2 separate regions of the Mus musculus genome follow, and region 2 is linked to region 1. Evidence: chromatin contacts called from public Micro-C data. All regions are on one chromosome and are shown on one strand. Each heading gives the region's core, a stretch centred on a gene start, on an enhancer-like site or on the middle of the called end of the contact. The rest is flanking DNA. Distances are from core to core; before and after follow the strand shown.

The links. A called contact is a pair of places that touch in the nucleus more often than the background predicts.
Region 2: a Micro-C map of granulosa cells shows a contact between it and region 1, with 4 times the contacts expected there. The contact joins the promoter of Serpinb1c here to the enhancer-like site in region 1. A contact is called at or near these places in 1 of 39 promoter capture datasets (macrophages), 2 of 15 datasets of contacts at CTCF or cohesin (CD8 T cells and large pre-B cells), 6 of 484 Hi-C or Micro-C datasets (embryonic stem cells, granulosa cells, large pre-B cells and 3 more), 1 of 115 datasets of contacts at active chromatin or transcription factors (large pre-B cells) and 2 of 9 other capture datasets (adipose tissue and liver).

The regions. Positions count from the first base shown.
Region 1 is chr13:32,826,999-32,831,077 of GRCm38.p6, forward strand. No RefSeq gene overlaps it. Among named protein-coding and RNA genes, the nearest start is that of Serpinb1a, 22 kb to the right of the region's middle. Within about 2 kb of position 2,148, at least 22 of the 459 cell types and tissues checked have an H3K27ac peak or open chromatin away from gene starts, as enhancers often do. A contact at or near this core is called in granulosa cells and liver, where this site is marked.
Region 2 is chr13:32,896,165-32,900,543 of GRCm38.p6, forward strand. It overlaps Serpinb1c (serine (or cysteine) peptidase inhibitor, clade B, member 1c), which reads right to left and starts at 1,976. Exons shown (of 7, transcript NM_173051.2): 1 at 1,950-1,976; 2 at 767-942. The coding sequence starts at 934.

The DNA.
Region 1 (4,079 bases), core at 898-3,397:
AGCACACACATACCCAGAGAGACACCCCCCAATGGCAGCCAAATCTGAACTTGTCAGTAAGGAAGATAGGATAAAAAGCATGTAGAAACAGAAAACTTGTATAGTTCTTAAATGAGCCTTGCCTTTGATTTGTTTTTGTGTATCTCTCATGCTTAGCATGTAGAATGTGAAAGTACATATTTGCTAAATAATAAAACGAATGGATAACGTTTCCCTGGGGTCTATGTAATGTCTGGAAATCAGGCTAGTCCTCAAAGCTTCTCTCCAGCAGGGGTCAGGCTGAGGCTGGAGCAAAGTTCCTAGTGACCATTGCAGGCCAAGGTTGTCTTACTGTTTGTGATCAACAGGACAGATAAAGTGACCTTTCAAGAGTTGATTTGTCTGGTTGCAAAAGCAGTGTTTGAACACTACAAAAATTATGCAAAAAGTAGTGGAAATAAACCATTTTTCCTCAGTGGTAACTACTGTGAATGGTTCAATATATGTCCTCTTGGTTACAATACGGTAAATAGAGTTTAATATACTCTGTTAGTTATTGATACAACCTGGACAGCCCCCTAGTAACCCAGGCAGAGTTGTATGGATTTACTTAATCAGCTCTTGCACAATTGCTAATATATTTTTCTAAAGCCAAACTGGCTACTTCCTAGCTGCTCTTGCCAGTGGTGCTTGCTGTTTGAGTCTTACCCAAGTTACTTCTCCAGCAGTCTATTTTGGGGGTGGGATGGGCATGTTCTCCTGGCCCATCACATCTCCTGCTCTCTCCATCTCCCTCCTTGACTCTACTTTTCTCTGTCCCTTGTGGTCCCTATTTGCAATCCCCCAGCCCAGTAACTGAAACTCCACCTACCTCTGTTCTCCCCAGTGATTGGCTGTAGCCACTTTTATTTAGCCAATAGCTTTAAATTGGGGAGCCAAGTTTACATAGACTCACTTGGTGTACATGAGGATATGTTTGTCAAGAGCAGCCAGGTCTTGGGGGCCAGTATTTAGCATTTGAATACATAGCAGCACCAGACCAGCCCCCAACACTGGACATTTTTTTAAACGTATGTGTGCATATGAAAATTGGAAACTTATGCCACCTGTTTAGCAGCTACAATCTGAACCACCAGGGGGCGCACAGTTCATGTCCTGCACCTCTCCATCTGTGCCATCCACACAGGCAGTGAAAGAATGGACAGCCTAGGAACTGTACTTTATGAGAGAAATGAATCCCTTTGCACACTCCGCCTGCCAACCTTTGCCCTCTGCCCCCATCGCCAGGGTTCTATCAATAGCCCAGCCATCCATGCACACTGAGGAACATGGACCCAGAGTGAGTCTGCTGGAATTCAAACCCTGGCTGGGCTGATTCGTGGTCAAGGTTGTCATCTTTGCTTTTCCCCTTCCTCATCTGTAGGAACTTAATTGCAATGGAACCTCATCACTGAGAACTGAGATGTACAGGGTCTCATCTTGCAGCGCTGAGCGCCTCATCTCAGCCTTTTGAGTGCTGGGATTAACCAGTGTGTGCCATTGTCTCTGTCTATTTCCGATAATGACTTTAAAAACCTACCACAATGCCGGTATCATACTATACTCTATGCTGTTACTTGGGGACAGACTTTTTCAATTTGTAAGATCCTGCCTCAAAACAAACATGTCCAATCACTAAGCAAGTAGTGTATTTTGCACCCCAGGCAGTGCAACATGTTTCTTGGCTGTAGCTGTACCACAAACACAAGTGAGGCACGGTGCATAATGGAGCTAGGCCATAGGAACGTGGGCTCTCCATTACAATCTATGGCAGCACCAACATATGTGACAGGTACCAACTGGCAGTGGCAAAATACCAGGATACAGGGAAAGTGTTTTTCACAGAACTCAAAATCCCCTGTGCACTCTCCTTCCTGGTTATAGTAAAAGTGTTTTTTTCTGGTCCTGAGAATTATAGAAATGGCTGGCATTGCTTTGCTGTGCTAGGACCTGCTCTGACAGCTGTTCTGACACCTGCAAAGCCACATGTGTTAAACATTGATTCTGTGATTTCCTTCTGGGGACTGTTTTCCTTGTGTTTTAAAACATGAATACGTGGAGCTGGGTGATAATCTCTGATTCAGCCATAGGACATATCATCGTAGGACAGGAAAGGAACATCTGAGTCACTTAATCTAATTCCTGCAGTGTGACAGCAACTTGACCATGGTGGTGATAAAAAGACCGGAATTACAGTTTATCAGATGATGCATTCGATCATGACTTTTTCCATTAAAGCAGGCAGGCTTAAGAACACCCAGGCTTCACTGAATTAAGTGCTTTATACTGTGTCTACAAGCACAGAAATAGCACAGTTTTAAAAAGTGAATTGTAGATACAGACACTGTAACAAGACAGGACACTTTTCATAACATGTGAGTAACAAAGTTGACTCGTCTGCACTATGTACTTAATCAAACTTCCATGACATTCAGTCAGTTGTCTTAACATCTTTGCTGGAAACAGGTCTAAAAAGGTTTTGTAGAGCCATCTTACTGTGCACTGATATCGACTTACCTGCATCTGGTAAAATACAACATATTCACAGGCAGTGAGTTTCAGGCAGGCAGCAAGAGATTGGAAGTGCAGGGTGCCCTGGGAACTGAGCCTTCAGGCTCAGGAATGCTTAACAGAGTAGATGGATTTCCTACCATGCACCACCACTGATGTAGCCCAGAAAGCATGCTATCCTGGACTTTATTTTCCCAGGGATAATTGACAAGCTGCACTAAGAGCACAGAGAGCCATCTGGTTTCTAGAAGAGGGTCCTCTTCTCAAGCTGTTGTATTCCTAACTTTGAGAATTTTTGTTTTTGAGAAGTAGCTAAGGGACTAGATTGGTCCAAGGTCCCCTGAAGAACTGTCCTGCAGTTAACCACCCAAATCAGGCATCCTTACAACGCTAGTTTGTTTCAAGAGTCCTGTCTCCCCAGACACTTGTGCTGTGGTCTCTTACTATACTGGTAGATTTGACGCCTTCTTTCATTTTTATCAGTTTTGTCTCAGTGTATTTTGAATCTTCCCCCTTGGACGATGAAAGTAGCATGCTGATGAGGAAGAAGGGGAAACCAAAATAAGTCTGTAATTGTTCAGGATCTGTGGACTCGGGGTTAGTAAAGTCACAGTACAACAAGGCTGTCCCAGTCAGCATCACCCAGTCATTTTCTCCTGAGCCCAGAGCCCTCAAAATCCTCTTCTGTCAGATATTGGGCGCATATTCTTCATCCCCACCAAAATAAAAGTGACATATCATCACTACAAAGTAAATGGCAACTAAAGATTATTATTTTCATGACAAGTATTATCATCTTAAAGAGGCTTGCATTGGTTACTTTTATGTGGCTATGACTAAATAACTGTAAGGGAGTAAAATTTTGGGAGAACCATCATGGCAGGGAAGTTGTGTCGGGTCAGCTTACTGCTTAGGAAGTAAATGTAGTGGCGACTGTTCATGTCCCAGAAGAACACTAAACAGAGCTCCACAGGAACTGGGGGCTAGGCATTACTTCGCCCACCATGACTTCTGCCACTTGGGTCTACTCTGTAAAGGGTCCACAGTCTGTAATTGGACTGTATAATATGTATGTATATGCATATGTAATAATGGCACCATTAGCTGGGGACAAGTGGTCTAAACATTTCCTCTTCCAACACAAGTATGTCAAATATGAAGGCAACTGATGCAGCTTGCCTGCAGAGTTCCAGACATTATCAGACCTCTGAGCATTGAAGCTCTGAGATCCACCAGGAATGACTTATCTAACTTTCTTTCCGGGGGCCTGACGAAATAGCTCAGAGGGTAAAGTTCTTTACCAGGCAACTGTGAAGACAGATATTCAGAGCCCAAGAACCCATGTAAAAGCTGGGTAGGCATAGCAGCCGCTGGTAATCCTTGCAGATGATCCCTGAAGGAAACTGACTAGTGAGACCAGCTGAAATGGCATGCTGCTTGTTTAGGGAGAAGAGTCTGCTTTGATATATAAGGTATAGTAATTAAGAACACTTTGGACCACCACACACATGTACCTGCACACATACCACACACACACACACACACACACA
Region 2 (4,379 bases), core at 726-3,225, 69 kb after region 1:
AGTTAGGAAACACTTTACCCACTCCTGTCTAGGCTGCCAATGATGGCAGAGTTCCTTTCTCAGAATTAAGAAACACCAAGAGCAGAGGTCCCCTTCACACCCATGAAGGAAGACTAGGCAGTTGTGGGGAGGGTGACCTGCTGTCTCCCAGAGGTGGGCTGAGAGGATGTGGGTCCTGTCCAACAGGCCACAGGGATTTTCCAATCCCTTCTCCTGCAGAGCCACAGCCAGTGAAATCAGGTTGGAGAGAGGCACAGGGCTAACCCTGGGAACACAGACAGATGGCTGTCTTTACCTTGTCCCCACAAGAAGGTACCACTACCAAGCTCTCTCCTGTAGCATGTTCCTATATCTGTTATGCCTGAAGGTGACCCTATTACAGGCATGGTTTATGAGTAATGATTGTAAATGCAAAAGGAAAACAGGAAACAGCTAGTTCTGGGGAGGTATGGGGCTTCCAGGATAAAACTATCAGATTCACTCCTGGGAATGGGAATGGAAGCTCAAAGCCTGCAGGTATTGTCATTGTCTTTTTCACTGTTTCCCCAACTGAGCAGAGACTCTGCTCTATGCTCAGTTAAAGCCGGTTATGAACTAATACCTGGCTTTTCAGGAGGAGGGTGTCTTTTCTGAATGTCTGACTGCACCATGAGTAGCTATTGAACTCAGTTTGACATGGCTTAGAAAACACACCAGAAGAACTCTGAGGCACAGCTTTTAGCATGGAGATGGGAGGGAGAGCTATGCCAGTTTTGCTTCTGCTAACCTTAGAGAGTTGGGCTGCAGTGCTGCCTCTGGCCCCCAGATAGACCATGGCCAAGGCAGAAGAAATGCTGACGGGAGAGAAGATGGTATTTCCTGTGGGGTTGCTCTCATTCAGGGTGTGGAACAGCTCCAAAGCAAAGAGGTTGTTGGCTGAACTCAGCTGCCCCATGGTGAAGGCTGCAACAGAAGGGGGATCAACATTGCCAACTATGTCAGCAAGGCCGCCCACCCCTAGGACCTGCAGTTGGTTACCCGTGTTCCCGCCCATTTTTTTCCCCAAGAGGGCAAGAATATTGCCCCAGGCACAAAAGCAGGGGTCAGATTTCAGCAGTGACACAAGACCAGGACCTAGGGTGTCTCATGTCTCTAGCCTTTGAGACAGGTTGTGTCTGAAAAGGGACCATGCAGGTGGCCTTGACACAGTGTCCACACTACACAGCCTTCTGTCTGGAGCTCAGCCATTGTGGGATGTCAAGTTCTAGTTCATTTAGGCAATGAATCCAGAAAACCACGTGGACCTACTCTACATAGATTAGATTCTGGTAAAGATAACAATGTTATCCTTTTCGTTCTCCAGGGATTCAGTTTTGCATGCCTGAGGTCAAGGCTGAAGTCTCAGCTGGAGTGAAATATGCGAATTTGAGAATGCCACTCAAATAAGTAAGATGTGGGTGACAGGGAAGAGGAACACTCCTCTGTGTCCCGTTTGCAAACAAGCTGATTCCTGCAGTGGGTAAGCAAGCCCTGCTTGAGGCTCATCTGCTAATTCAGCTGGGTCCCAAACTCAGAGCTCCAGTTTGTCCAAGTACAGGCCAATCACAGCCGTGTGTCTCTGGATGTTTAGCTACCAGGGCCACATGGATTTCTCATTGTTGAGGGTCTAGGATCTCACCAGCTTCCTTCCCTCCCAGCCTCCCTGCAGCCAGGATTGACCCTATGGAGTTGCAGGGCACTGTCTCTCAGATTAAGATTCAAAAAGAAAGGTGAGGGAAAGAAAAACGGTGGCTAGGATCACCTTCCTCCCTCTGGCCTGCGGCCTGGAGTGGGGTGTAGTTGGGGATCCACAGAGTATTTTCTGGTCACTTCTTGGATGAGGGGGAGGTACCGGGAGCATGCTGGTTCCTGAAGAAGCAGTGGGGAGGTCTGGCTACCTCTTCCCAGCCACCTCCCTGCATTGACCTTACCTCTTGCTTAGCAGGTCTGGCTCCACTTGCAGCTGACCTAGGAAGAAGTGCTCAGAGCCAGGTGTTGCCTTTATAGTACGCAGAAGGGGTGTGTCTTCCTGGCAAGTCCAAGCTGGGTGGAGAGGCCTTTTCTCTGGTGACCCTTTAAAACTGAGCTTGCAGGTCTTTTGAAATAAAAGCAGAAGATTGCAGGTACTCCCAAGGGGCAATTACTTTCCTCAGTTCCAGGCTTTTTTCTCTACGCCTCTAAGCAGAGACCCAGTAACTTATTTTTCCTCAGCTGCAAATGGCCAAGAGGATAAATGTCCTCTATTCCAGGTCAAAAGATTTTCTTTTGAATTTCACAGAAACACTGCAGAATGCAAAGGAGTGTGTGTGTGTGTGTGTGTGTGTGTGTGTGTGTGTGTGGTGTGGGGGGTGGGGGAGGAGAAATACCTTTGTGACCCCTTGGATAAGGACCCAGAATACCAGTTTTAAGCAACATCCTTGGCTGCTCTGCTTTTCAGGTGTCAAGGCTAGCTCTGTGACCACAGCAGGCTGGAGAGGCCCTCAAGTCACCATTCTCAACTATTAGACTAAAACTTTGGATTAATATCAAACTAAAATTAGAATTGATTAGCCCAGGCAATCATTACCTCCACATACTCAACTTTATTCTCCCTTGAAGTGCCTGGATCTTTAAAATCACAGAGTTTTTTTTTTTTAAGTTTTTAATTGTTTTTTAATCTTTCTTCAGAGGATAACGGAATAATGCTACTGTTAGTGAGGGTCACTACACATGGGTTGGTGTTTGTTAGACATGGGAACTAATGAAAAGAGGAGAAAGGAGGGTGGGGAGATGGGTCAGTTGGTGCCTCATTTACCATCCAACCATGGGGACCTGAGTTTGGATCTCTGGGCCTCTGTAATCTTAGTGCTGGAGTGGGGATGGGGGTGGGGACAAGCATTCCCTAAGAGGAGGTCAATGGCCAGCTAGTCTTGCTCACTCAGGGGGCTCCTGGGTCTGTGAGAGATCTTGTCTCAAAAAATAATGTGGAGAATGATAGTGGGAGACTCAGAGTGCTAACCCCTGGCTTTAATATGCACATGTATCTGTGCTCCCACCTACATATGTGCACACAAGCAAGGTGTGCACACTCACCACTCACCACACAGGAAAAGAACCACAGTCTTAAAACAAACAAGCAAACAAAAAAGAAGCAAAGGAAATGAAAACAGAAAGGAAATACAGTTTCCAGTTGACGTAGTTAGTTGTCATGATTTGATAGATTTGGCAACTTCACTGCTATTTCAACAAGACTGGGGAACCCCCTCAATGACAGGATGTCAAAAGGATGAAAATACGCATCCAAACACTGCAGTTAAAGACTTGGGACAAGAGGTGCACCACCTTGGGAATGTAGATGCCTGCCACACCCATGAGGCCTTGGGTTCCATCCCCAGCTCAAGCCTAAAGTAAGGGTCAACAATACTCTGAAACGATTTTACCACTTTCTTTTGGTGCTTACATAAGATCAAAGCATATATATATATATATATATATATATATTTATATATTTTTCCTCCCATTTAACACACACACACACACATATGAAATTGTCTTTTTGTCAGATACTAAAGAAGCAAATGGCTAACTGTAGTGCATATTAGCATTTGAAAATTGCATGCTGGCTTCTAGTCTCCCTTAGTCCCTGTGCTCTTCTCAACTCTTCCCATCCCATCCCCTCCCCTAAGCCTCTCCAGTCCAGGGTACTTGGTTCTCTTCCTCCAGCTTCTCTATCCTATACAATCCTGACATTTCAGCCCTGTGCTCTCTTGTCTTTCCTGGTTCTCTTGACCCTTGGTCTCTACTCCTCATCCCTCTCCTCTCACTACTTTTCCTCTCTCCCTCCCCTCCCCCCATGGCCTGGTGCAGTCTCCTGGCCATGCTTAGACCACATGGAGCAGGCATGACCTCATCTTATTCATTTTAATATGTAGTTTTCCCTATATCACACACACACACACACACACACACACACACACACACACACACACACTAGTTTTTATCCAAATGGGTTAGTATACAGGCAAGGACAAATAGAGTAAAAATAATTTTTTTCAGAGCACGGTTTTTCCTTTCTTTTGGCTTGAGCTGGGAATGGAACCCAGGCCTCCTGGATGTGCCAGACAAGGACTTTCCCATAAAGGTGTACCTCCTGCCCCATGTCTTTAATTTCAGTGTTTGGATTTTTATTTCATCTTTTTTACTTCTTCTCATCAAGGGAGTTCTCCAGTGTTTGTAGGAACTAGTAGTTGCCAGATCTGATCAAGGCATGACCACTAACTTCGGCAGCTGTAAACTGTATTCTCTTGCTGTTTTTACTCATTTGTTTGTTTGCTTGTTTCTTTGTTTCCAGACTGTGGCTCTTTTCCTCTGTGGTGAGTGGT